Linked DNA regions of Sus scrofa: all the other regions are linked to region 1. Evidence: chromatin contacts called from public HiChIP or PLAC-seq data. All regions are on one chromosome and are shown on one strand. Each heading gives the region's core, a stretch centred on a gene start, on an enhancer-like site or on the middle of the called end of the contact. The rest is flanking DNA. Distances are from core to core; before and after follow the strand shown. Region 1 holds the start of CLEC9A (C-type lectin domain family 9 member A). Region 2 holds the start of OLR1 (oxidized low density lipoprotein receptor 1). Region 3 holds the start of CLEC2B (C-type lectin domain family 2, member B).

Region 1 (3,832 bases), core at 857-3,356:
GTGGGTTTGACCCCTGGCCTTGAAACTTCCACATGCTCTGGGAGTGACCAAAAAAAGGGAAGAGCTTTGCCTTTTTTTTTTTTTTTTTTTTTCTTTAGGGCTGCACATATGCCATATGGAAGTTCACAGGCTAGGGGTTAAATCAGAGCTGCACTCGCCAGCCACAGCCTCGGCAGCACAGGATCCAAGCCGAGTCTGCAGTCTACACCACAGCTCACGGCAATGCTGGATCCTTAATCCACTGAGTGAGGCCAGGGATGGAACCCACCTCCTCATGGATACTAGTCAGGTTCGTTTCTGCTGAGCCATGATGGGAACTCCCAGAGGAAGAGGTTTGAATAGAATAGTGTCTATGCTGTTTTAACAGCATAAGTTCTATGACCAGACCACTTAGTTTATATACTAACTCTTCCACTTACTGCATAATTGAACTTCAGTAAATACTTTGACTTCTCCATGCCTCAATTTGCAATTTAGTTCCAATATACTAATTATAGTGTCTGTTTCATAGAACTGTTGTGAAACTCAAAATAATTCATGTAAAAGGCCTTTGAAACAGTACTTGGAATGTAACAAGCAATAAATAAGGTAGTATAATAAAGACATCAAAAGTAGGCATTTCCTCTGTGGCACAGTGGGTTAAGGATCAGACATTGTCTTTGGGAGGATGCGGGTTCGATCCTCGCTCAGTAGGTTAAGGATCCAGCATTGCTGTGAGCTGCAGTGTAGGTCACAGATGCGGCTTGGATTCCATACTGCTGTGGCTGTGGTGTAGACCAGCAGCTGCAGCTCCAATTCGACCTCTAGCCCAGAACTTCCATATGCCACACGTGCAGCCCTAAAACGAAAAGAAAAAAAAAAATTTAAAAAGTAATACAAGTAACATACTAATCTTTGATTGGGAGAGCCCAGTGGTTCCCCCAAAGAAATTTATCAGAGAATTGTGGGGGAAAACTAGATCTTTCTGAATCTGATATTTAGCACTGATAAAATGTGAAAGCACTTGGAAATTAATGACAACTTGCTGCACTTCCGTTTCTGTGTTCCTGACATTATTTTTCATGCACATTTGGTGTGCTTATGGTTTCTTCCTCTTTTTCACCCAAGATAGAAATCATTGCATTGTAAAAGCTATAGAGAGCTAAGTCACACTGTTTTCCACATCAGAATCTCATTCCACGATCATATGATAGGTCTGACGAATTTGCTGAATATGCTCCATCCGCCTCTTGAGAACCTCTTGGCCCCACCCTGTGCCTTGGGAGGCAGAGCTCCAATGTACGGCACTGTCTGGGTAAACCCGGCCTCGTGTTTCCAGTTCATTTGGCGACTGAGAGGTACCAGCGGTGGTCAGAAAGGGAAAATGGGGAGTGGTCAGGGTGTTATGCCCCAGGTTCTTTCCCACCATGCTATGGTTTGGCAAATGCTGCATATTCTATCTTTTAGGCTATCAGATAGGCCACGAAGTTCCAATAAACACCCTCCCCTTAACTCTTCAGGCCTGGGGATGATAATAGCTTCCCAGTGCATAGTTCACCACCTTTCTTTGGTCCCCTGATTCCTATCCCAAACTTTATAAAAATGTCTTTTTTAGGTGCTCTCAGATTGCCCCTTCCTTGAGAGAATCACTTGTTTTCTTCCATTACAGAGATCCATGATTGATCCAGTGAGATACTTAAGCAAGAGAGAGTTTTGCGGATTGTTGAGATTTGCAGACTATAAATTCCTGAGACCTGACCTCTGGCCATGAGAACAAATGGCCAATATATGAATGACAATTAAAGCATCAGATTTCTCTATACCAACGCTGTAGTCACAGGTTGTGGCAGAAAATGGCCCTCTGTCTGCTAAATAATTCATGCTTCCCTTCTAAAGTGAAATTGTCTTAGAAAGTTTGCCAACCAGGCAAAAATTTTATTTATCAGGACCAACCTTTAGATCTAAAACACAGACATTGCATAAATGGATGCATAAATGATACACAGTACTCCAAAGCTATGCCTTTTTTTAAAATGAAAGTGTAGTTGATTTACAGTGTTGGGCCAATTTCTGCAGTACAGCAAAATGACCCAGTCATACATATATAATATATATTCCATTTCTTATCTTCTGTCATGGGCTATCCCAAGAGACTTAGTTCCCCGTGCTGTACAGTAGGACCAAGGTTATGACTTTGAAGAAGCAGCTGTAGATGTGTCACCTTGTCTTTTCCTTTCCAATGGCTACAAGTAGGAGACTCTGCTGTTTTACAGAGAAGAAGGAGTCCTGGTCCCATTTGAAGGGAAAATACCCTCTAACCAGGATTACTTGAGCTAAAATGTTACGGGATGGAAAAACAAACTTTGTGTTAAATGAGCAGTCTTTTGAAGTTTACTTGTCACAGCAACTGCATCACCCCAACCAATAAAGTATATCCATTTATCTTAGGGATGCAATCCCTTCCCACCTTTCTTGTTGAAGTATACACAGCGATCTACAACTCGTCACACGCTGGTGTGTCCAATGTGAGCTCTCCTGGTATCTAGGCTATCGAGGTCATCCTCATGCTTCATATTCTCTACCAAATATAAGCACATTCTTTGCACTTCTGGCCTTTCCCTCTTAACAGTAATCCAGCGCTATCCCCCTCAACATCCACTCCAGTTTAGAAACCAGAGTAATAACTTATTCTATCGCTGGCCATTTTCAGTTCAGTTTCTTTCTCATTTCCTTCTTTACCAAGTTATGCTTTGGCTTCCACTGCATAAACTTCTGCTTTCTGGATGAAGATGCATATCGATTCTATTCCTTAAACTCAAATGTATTTCCCCACCGTGTGAAAGGGAAGCTGATTTCAGTTCTTTCATTAATCTGCTCCTGAGTACAAAAGGAGTTTTCTGTCTCAGCCTCTCACGGGCACTGCCTGACCCACTCAAAGCATCTCAGACATGCTGGAGGAAGAAAGAGACACTTCTTTCCAGTGGGATAACCCAACACAAAGCCCTTACCAAAAATATCTGTCTCCTACCAAAAATTCAGGTAACCAGTTCTAATTATTTAGACCAAGACCTTGTGATTTATGGGTTTTCTTTTTTCCTGTTCTATGAAGAGCCCAAGGTGATCTTTCTAATCTGAGATAACCCACTTAAGAGTATTATAATGTGCATAATAGGCTAACATTAAAAAATGAAACAAAGTGGAGGAAGAATAAGTCAAGGTGAAAAGGAAAAAGAGCAAATGGGCTTGAGAAATATGTAGTACATTGGTTTTTGGTTTTTGTTTTTCTCTTTTTCTTTCTTATTGGAAAGATAAAGAATTCCTGGATTGGGAACATAAGTGAAAGAAAGCATACATTTTGTATAATATCAGTTCCCACATAAAAACGCCCTTCAAATTATCTGATAAATACCAAGAACAAAAAGATTAAGTATAAGTTGAAAAAACTGGCCAATGCTCATCAGCCTCAATCAGTTCTGTCTTTATTATTTAATATTTGTATGCATTTTCTATTGTTTAGGTAATAAATTCCGACAAACCTGGGGGCTTACAACAACACCAATTTATTTTCTTATAATTCTGGAGATCAAAAGTCCAAAATGGGTTCCACAGGACTAAAACCAATGTATTTGGGTCTAGAAAGGCTCTAGGGAACAGCCCACTCCCTGTCTTTTCCAGCTTCTAGAGCTGCATTTCTTGCTTTTCTTAGCCCATGCATCCGTTTCCATCTCCTGAGACAGCAGCATAACATTTTCAGATGTCTCTCTGCTTCTTTCATCACACGGCTGTCTGTTTCCCTGGTCTATGTTTCACTTATAAGGACTCAGATAAAACAGGATAATCTCCCTATCCCAAG
Region 2 (3,707 bases), core at 609-3,108, 86 kb after region 1:
CAGTATAACGGTCACCAGTAATCCCAGGCACAGTAACCCTAGAATCAGGGCAGCAGGGCGCCACCGCAAGTGGAAAGACTCCGAGGACCTGGAGGGACAGAGGATCGATTCAGAAAGACAGAAACGATGCAGGCAAGGGATCAAACCATTCTTTGGATCCTGTCTGCACCTGGTGCTTTGCATCACTTACCTCCAGTTTTCTCAATGGCTCTACAAAGAACGTATTATCCACCTTTACCGATGAGAAGCAGGGACAGTTAAATAATTCAAGTACTTTAGTCATGGACATACAACTGACAAAAGTTAGGACCTAGGAGTCAATAACAGATGTTTGACTCCAAATACCTGATTCTAAGCTTATATTTGATCTGTTCTTCCCCACATCAAGAAACTCTCAGTTCACCTTGGTTGGATCAACCTCCTCCACAGGGCAGAGAGCCTCATGTTTTTAACATAGACCACATGCACCACGTGCACACATGCACACAGAGTTGTAACATACTATAAACAAATGCCAGACAACAAACAAATAAGCCTTTAATCAGTTAATCAACAGAGAAAGTCTAAAGAAGGTGCTGTTTGTACCATTCGATTTTTCACTAAAGTTACAACATGGAACTGAGGTTCTGACCAAAGGAAAATAGGAATGAAACCTTAAAATGTCACTTGATTCCTGTTAACACCACATCCTCCACTCACACCAGCTGCAGCACTCTTATTACAAGAAAAAAAAAACAAAAAACCTCCCATTATTGTAAAACAAATACTCATGTAGCTCACAAGTACACAAATATCTTTTAAGTCGTCCACCACTTCAAAAGCACAGATATTACTGGTTCAGCAGGAAAACATTTTATACAATGAATTTGTACTCCTCACCTTGTAAGATAAACACTTTAGGCACTGATAATGTTATCTTTTATATCCAAATAAGGAAACTGAAAATTCAGTGAGTGACTTGCCTAATATCATGCAGATGTTAAGATCCAAACAAAGGTCTTTAATCCAACTGTCAACAGCTGCATGACTGGGAACATCACATCACAGAATTTCCAGTGTGAATGTATAATGATCCAAATCAATCAGTGGTCAAATGTATTCACAGAGTTCTCCTGTTTCAAAAGCACTCCTATTAGCCTCTTCAGATGATACAAATAAAATAGACTTTTTGACAGGAAGAAATAGGGTTCATGCATGTGTGTGGCAAGTTGACAGAAAAGAAGTTGAAGAGAGCCGTGCACCTTGCAAATAATTGCCAAATCCTAAACTTAGAGGCAAGTATACGAGTAAGACTTTCCACCAACAGTTCCCTCTGGTCAATATCCGTTCCATGTTATGGGAGATTGCTGCTAGCTCTACCACTTATTAGTTGTGTCAAACTGGGTCCTTAGGTTAATCCCCTTCAGTGAGTCCTCTGTAAACAGTAGGTAATAGAGCTAATCTCAAGGTGTGAAGGTTTAGAGAAATAAGGCTTATAAATCATATCAGAGAACATAGCCTACAGCAAATGTTCAATAAAAGTTAGTTATCCTCATTCTCTTCATCATCATTATACCAAGTTAGTTTATTCATGGTCATCACCTTCCTTATTACCATCATATCTGGCTTTCCTTTTAAGTAAATGTTCTAAACGCTCTAATATTTTCCCATACTCAGGTGTCTCAGCCGTCTAATCCTATGTTTAGTTTACACGTCTAAGCTAATTCTGTCCCTGTACACATTCACCTACCCCCAGTACCTTCAGCTTTATCTCCATTTGATTTCTCGTCAGGTTGATCCTTCATACTGTTGCTCTTGAGGTCATCAAGTGTCATTTCTGAATTTATTCCAAGAATGAGGGAGTGGAGCAGCCAAGGACTTCTACAAGCAGAAATGTCTGAGCTCCCACTGGAGCGTTTAAATAGCTGCTGCTATCTAATGGAATGACTCAATCATTGGTAGGAGGAAGGAGAGTATTTGCTTCATTTTGGGAAGTTGGCTGACGCAAATTCTTGAGTTATGTCTATTGCAGGAGGGGAAAATGGTGATTCTGATAGTGTTTCAGGATGTTTCACTAAGTAATTTATGAAAGGGAAAACTGTGTTTTCCATGAGCATTAGAGGAGAGAATTTGTATTTATTTTTCAGATAAGGAAACAAATTCAGAAGGGTAAGTCAGCAGTGAATTTGTGGAAGAGTGTGCATTTAGACCAGATTATTTGATTCCAATATCCTTTTTTCTTTTTCTTTCTTTCTTTCTTTCTTTCTTTCTTTCTTTCTTTCTTTCTTTCTTTCTTTCTTTCTTTCTTTCTTTCTTTTTTTTTTTTCTTTTTTTCCTTTTTAGGGCTGCACCCTTGGCATATGGAAGTTCCCAGGCTAGGGGTCAAATTGGAGCTGTAGCAGCCAGCCACAGCCACAGCCATGGTGACACAGGATCCTAGCCGAGTCTGCTACCTACACCACAGTTCATGGCAAAATTGGATCCCAGACCCACTGAGCAAGGCAAGGGATCAAACCTGCATCCTCAGGGATACTAGTCAGATTCATTTCCGCTGTGCCACAATGGAAACTCCCCATATTTTTTTTCATTTCACTGTATCAGACTATCTCTATTCTATATCTCTAATAAGTCTCATATTTTCCTTTTTAATTTTGACTTTTTTCCTCAGAAATAGGCTTAGGAATTTGGGGGTTAATTACATATGGCTCTTATCTCTAGTCATAATAACCTGGGTAATTTTAGAATTTAATCAGGAGTGCTCTTTCATACAGTGGAGATATAACACAGAGCAGAAAAGAACTTTGGAGCCAGAGGGAGCTAGTTTAATCTTTCCTTTGCCGGCCTATTGTTCTATAAATCTTGGCAAATGTCTTTGTCTTTGAATTGGATCATGAAATGTCCACTTGATAATGTTGCTGATGTCGCTACAAGGATTCAAATGGGGTATTGGGCAAAACGCTAAGCTTTGTACTTTAAACATCATTGCAACTCAATAAATGATAGTTATTAATGTTAGGGGTAATATTCAGCACAGTTGAATTGCCATTGAAGAATATATTTTTATATGATTGACTTGAATCATGAAGACTCTTCAATGGAATCCCAATAAAGATACACCTTATATTCACTGATAGAATTCTCACCTATTTTGACCTCAAAACCTTCTAATCAGAAAAATAATGTCTCATTGCAATCTCATTTGCAATTGCAAAAAAAAAAATCCTTATATATTAGAGGTAACTTCTGAGGTATTTCAAAATGATATGATATCTGATATTTACTTTAAACTACACCAGGAAAATAAATAAAAAGAAGAGAATACATTTAAAAAAGATTAGAGAAAATACATAAACAAATAAAATATCTAGAAAACTATTTGGAAAAATCATAAATATTGACAGTCTAATTAGGATTCCATACGCTCCTCTTCCCTGAGTTTTCTGTATTCCCTTTTTCTGCATAGAATATCTTTTTTTTTGTATATTTTATTTTTATTTTTATTTTTTTACTTAAATTAATTTATCACATCTGTAGTTGTATAATCATAACAATCTGATTTCACAGGATTTCCATCCCACAGCCCAGGCACATCCCCCCACCCCCCAAACTGTCTCCTCCAGAGACCATAAGTTTTTCAATGTCTGTGAGTCAGCATCTGTTCTGCAACGAAGTTCAGTCTGTCCTTTTTTCAGATTCCACATGTCAGTGAAAGCATTTGATGTTGGTGT
Region 3 (4,234 bases), core at 925-3,424, 110 kb before region 1:
TGGTTTGCCTGTTCCTAGCCCTTATTATTATTGTTTTGCTTTAATTAGATTACTTTCTTTTTCTTATCATACAGTGGGTAATCTTAGTATTTCTGAAAATTGAGTGGCTAGACTTTTCACATTTTATGAAATTATTTTAAACTGTTTAAATTTTAAACTATTTAAATTTCAATGTAGTCAAAGTTATTAATTTTTTTGGAGCTTACACATTCATGTTTGTTTAATAAACTCATTTTACTTAGAGTCCTAAATATAGGCTACCACTCTTACTTGTAGAAGTGCTACAAGTTGCTCTTTATGTTTCAGTATTTACTCATCTGAGATTTGAGAATTTTTTCTATATGAGATGATATAGAAATATAGAATTATGTTGTTTTATATGGATTACTAATTTTTCTAGCATCATTTATAATACTTCATTATTTTACTTTTGCTGAAATGCCATTTATCAATATCTGCATTCTGTGTCATTAACAGAATCTAATCAATCACTTGTTTAATTCTGCAGTTATAACCACACAATCTGAAATACTAAAGCTTATTGTCTGGTTTGGCTAATTCTTAAAACATTTGGTTTAGATATTTTCATGTTGTCATCTAATTTTTGATCCCATTTTCCCCAGCCCACTTGGCTCTAACCTCAGACAGAAAAATTAAGTTGTAAAAAAAAAAAAAAAAAAAATGAGGGAGTTCCCGTCATGGCACCATGGTTAACGAATCCGACTAGGAACCATGAGATTGCGGTTGGATCCCTGGCCTTGCTCAGTGGGTTAAGGATCCGGCGTTGCCATGAGCTGCGCTGTAGGTTGCAGACGCGGCTCGGATCCCGCGTTGCTGTGGCTCTGGCGTAGGCCGGCAGCTGTAGCTCTGATTCAACCCCTAGCCTGGGAACCTCCATATGCCGCAGGAGTGGCCCTCAAAAGGCAAAAGACAAAAAAAAAAAAAAAAAAAAGAGGACTAAAGTATTTATGCATTCTAATCTGGACTACCACAACATTTTTGAATCCTGCATACTCTGGTAGATTGAAATGAAATTAAACAGCAGTTTAGAACTCACTGTAGTCTCCAAATCACATATTGTAGTATGTAATGCATTTTAGTTTCATTTCCCTCCTGCCCTGCCCTTCTTCACCTTATTTGACTATAAAGAGTCCTGTTGATATAACTTCAAAAGATTACCTTGTTAGATGTAGAATTTGGATTTCACCTACTCTGAACTCGCTATTTAAAGCATCCAATGCTACCAAACTGTTTTCTAAGGTTTTTTGGTTTGGTTGTATTTTGTTTGTTTGTTTTGTTTTGTTTTAGTACATTTTCTTTTCTTTTGCATTTTAAAATAGCCAGAGATTTCTCAGGAACATCAGGGTTCCAGCAATTGTTTAGATAAGAGTAGAGGAGACAGGTAACCATTATACTCTTAAGTACTTCTAAAGTGCAATTTATCTGGACTCCACTCAGGGCACATGAACAATCTTTGAAAATATTACAAATATTTGCTATTTATTTTGTATCATGTATGAATTCTAGGCGTGGACCGACTACATGGTTCACACTTAAACTTCAGTACGAGGGAAGCTAAATTTGAACTGTGTTATTTATAGATAATCTTCCTCCATTATCAATTAAGATAAAATGAATATGAATTGTAAGGGCAAGATATCATTTACAAATCTGAATTCCATTATAACTTTTATTTATGGTGAAGTTAACTGAAAAAGGAATTTTTTTTTTTTTGCCTCGATGGAAGAAATTACAAAACCCAATTCCTGTCTTCTAAACTTTTGCTTAACATTTTCTTTTAGTAAATACTAATTTCAGCAAACAACCTTCATTCTAAACAAGTGAAAATGTTCTTACCTCGCTCATTTTCTGTGGTTTCTTGATTTCTTTCACTGGTTTGCTGCACTCCATCACCCATAGTAGGTAACTGGATGTCTTGTGGCCTTTGGTCCAACATCTCTCTTCAAAGTTTTAACTTTTAATATAAAAAATGTCGTTTTTACAGCACAGCTCCAAACTAGAGTGATGCAGCTTAAAGCAAAACACACTTTTAAGCAGTGTTCTCAAAACGAAAGTAATCATGTAATCATGCCGTGTGCCTCCCGCGAAATAAATGCTAAACAAAACAATTGCTGGAAATGACGGAAGTTCCAGCAAGCATCGAAACAGTCATACGGCCTTCCTTCCTCAAAAGAAGATCTTCCCCTGAACAATAAAGCAAAAAAAATTTCAAGTGGCTATTTTTTAAATTCTACCAACATTGATACAAAACTATTTTCCTTCCAGAGCCATAGGAGATAAGAATACTAATTAATTAAAAGGCATGCCTTAGGACATTATGGTTTAATCATCATGTGTTAAGAAATTACCATCTCAAGAGTGATGAAATTAAAGCAAAGAAATCTATGCTTTAAAGTGGCAACTGAAACCACAATAAGAAGTATTTCCTTTGTCAAACGTCAACATCATGTGTGACAGTCCCTGCACAGACACACACACACACACACACACGAAAAACAAAGGAGAAAAAGGAAAAGAAAATTAAAAAGTACTCAGAATGTTATCATCAATATCCAAGATGATAATGCCATTATGCTAGTGGTATCAGGACACTATTTCTTTTTCAAGTCTGTCATCATCAGAATTTTCAAATGATTTAAAAATAAACTCAAAATGGCTTAAAGACTTAAGACAGGACACCATAAACCTCGTAGAAGAGAACATAGGCAAAACATTCTCTGACATCAACCACACAAATGTTTTCTTAGGTCTGTCTCCCAAGCAACAGAAATAAAAGCAAAAATAAACCAGTGGGACCTAATCAAACTGATAAGCTTTTGCACAGCAAGGGAAACCATACAAAAAAACCAAAAAACAACAAAAAAAAAAACACAAAAAGACAACCTATGGAATGGGAGAAAATAGTTTCAAATGATGCAACTGATAAGGGCTTAATCTCTAAAATATACAGACAACTTATACATTTCAATAGCAAAAAAAAAAAAAAAAAACCAACAAACCAACTGAAAAATGGGCAAAAGACCTGAATAGACATTTCTCCAAAGAAGATATACAGATGGCCAACAAGCACATGAAAAAATACTCAACATCACTGATTATTAGAGAAATGCAAATCAAAACTACTATGATACCAAATCACACCTGTCAGAATGGCCATCATTAATAAATTCACAAATAACAAATGCTGGAGAGGGTATGTGGAAAAAAGAACCCTCCTACACTGTTGGTGGGAATGTAAATTGGTACAACCGCTATGGGAAAACAGTATGGAGGTACCTCAGAAAAGTAAATATAGAACTAACATAGGACCCAACAATCCCACTTTTGGGCATAAACCCGGACAAAACTTTCATTGAAAAATATACATGCACCTGTATGTTCATTGCAGCACTATTCACAGCAGCCAAGACATGGAAACAACCTAAATGTCCACTGATAGAGGAATGGATTAAGAAGATGTGGTATATATACACAATGGAATACGACCCAGCCATAAAAAGAACAAAATAATGCTATTTGCAGCAACATAGATGGAACTAGAGACTCTCATACTAAGTGAAGTAAGTCAGAAAGAGAAAGACAAATACCATATGATATCACATATCTGAATCTAATATATGGCACAAATGAAACTTTCCACAAAAAGGAAACTCATGGACTTGGAGAACAGACTTGTGGTTGCCAAAGGGGAGGGAGTGGGATGGAATGGGAGTCTGGGGTTAGTTAATTGATGCAAACTATTTCACTTGGAGTGTTTAAGCAGTGAGAACACAGGGAACTATACCCAGCCACTTGAGATGGAATATGATGGAGGATAATGTGAGAAAAAGAATATATATATATATATATATATATATATATATATATATATATATGACATGTGACTGGATCAGTTTGCAGTACAGTAGAAATTGACAGAACATTGTAAATCAACTACAATGAAAAAATAAAAATCATAAAATAAAAAATCACACATTCACCTCCATCACTTTTGCTCTTTTAACATGTTTTTCAGTTTTGTGGTCCTGCAGTTAAATTTGTCCAAATAGGAGGATAGAATATACAAAATTCTGTTAGCTTGTATAAATATGAATATTTAAACAACAGGATGTGTGAGCCTCAATTTGTTTTCCGGCCTCAGGCTCTGTAAATCTTACAGAAAGTCACATACAATCAGATGTATTTGGCATACGGAATTCCCTGGCCGGGGATC

The links. HiChIP or PLAC-seq counts read pairs in DNA pulled down with a chosen protein or histone mark.
Region 2: an H3K27ac HiChIP or PLAC-seq map of alveolar macrophages shows a contact between it and region 1. The contact joins the promoter of OLR1 here to the promoter of CLEC9A in region 1.
Region 3: an H3K27ac HiChIP or PLAC-seq map of alveolar macrophages shows a contact between it and region 1. The contact joins the promoter of CLEC2B here to the promoter of CLEC9A in region 1. A contact is called at or near these places in 2 of 47 Hi-C or Micro-C datasets (heart right ventricle and skeletal muscle) and 1 of 2 datasets of contacts at active chromatin or transcription factors (alveolar macrophages).

The regions. Positions count from the first base shown.
Region 1 is chr5:61,883,581-61,887,412 of Sscrofa11.1, reverse strand. CLEC9A (C-type lectin domain family 9 member A) reads left to right here and starts at 2,106. Exons shown (of 7, transcript XM_021091240.1): 1 at 2,106-3,018. The coding sequence starts at 2,928.
Region 2 is chr5:61,797,507-61,801,213 of Sscrofa11.1, reverse strand. OLR1 (oxidized low density lipoprotein receptor 1) reads right to left here and starts at 1,858. Exons shown (of 8, transcript NM_213805.1): 1 at 1,739-1,858; 2 at 71-88; 3 at 1-68. The coding sequence starts at 1,814.
Region 3 is chr5:61,994,700-61,998,933 of Sscrofa11.1, reverse strand. CLEC2B (C-type lectin domain family 2, member B) reads right to left here and starts at 2,174. Exons shown (of 6, transcript NM_001256364.1): 1 at 1,858-2,174. The coding sequence starts at 1,957.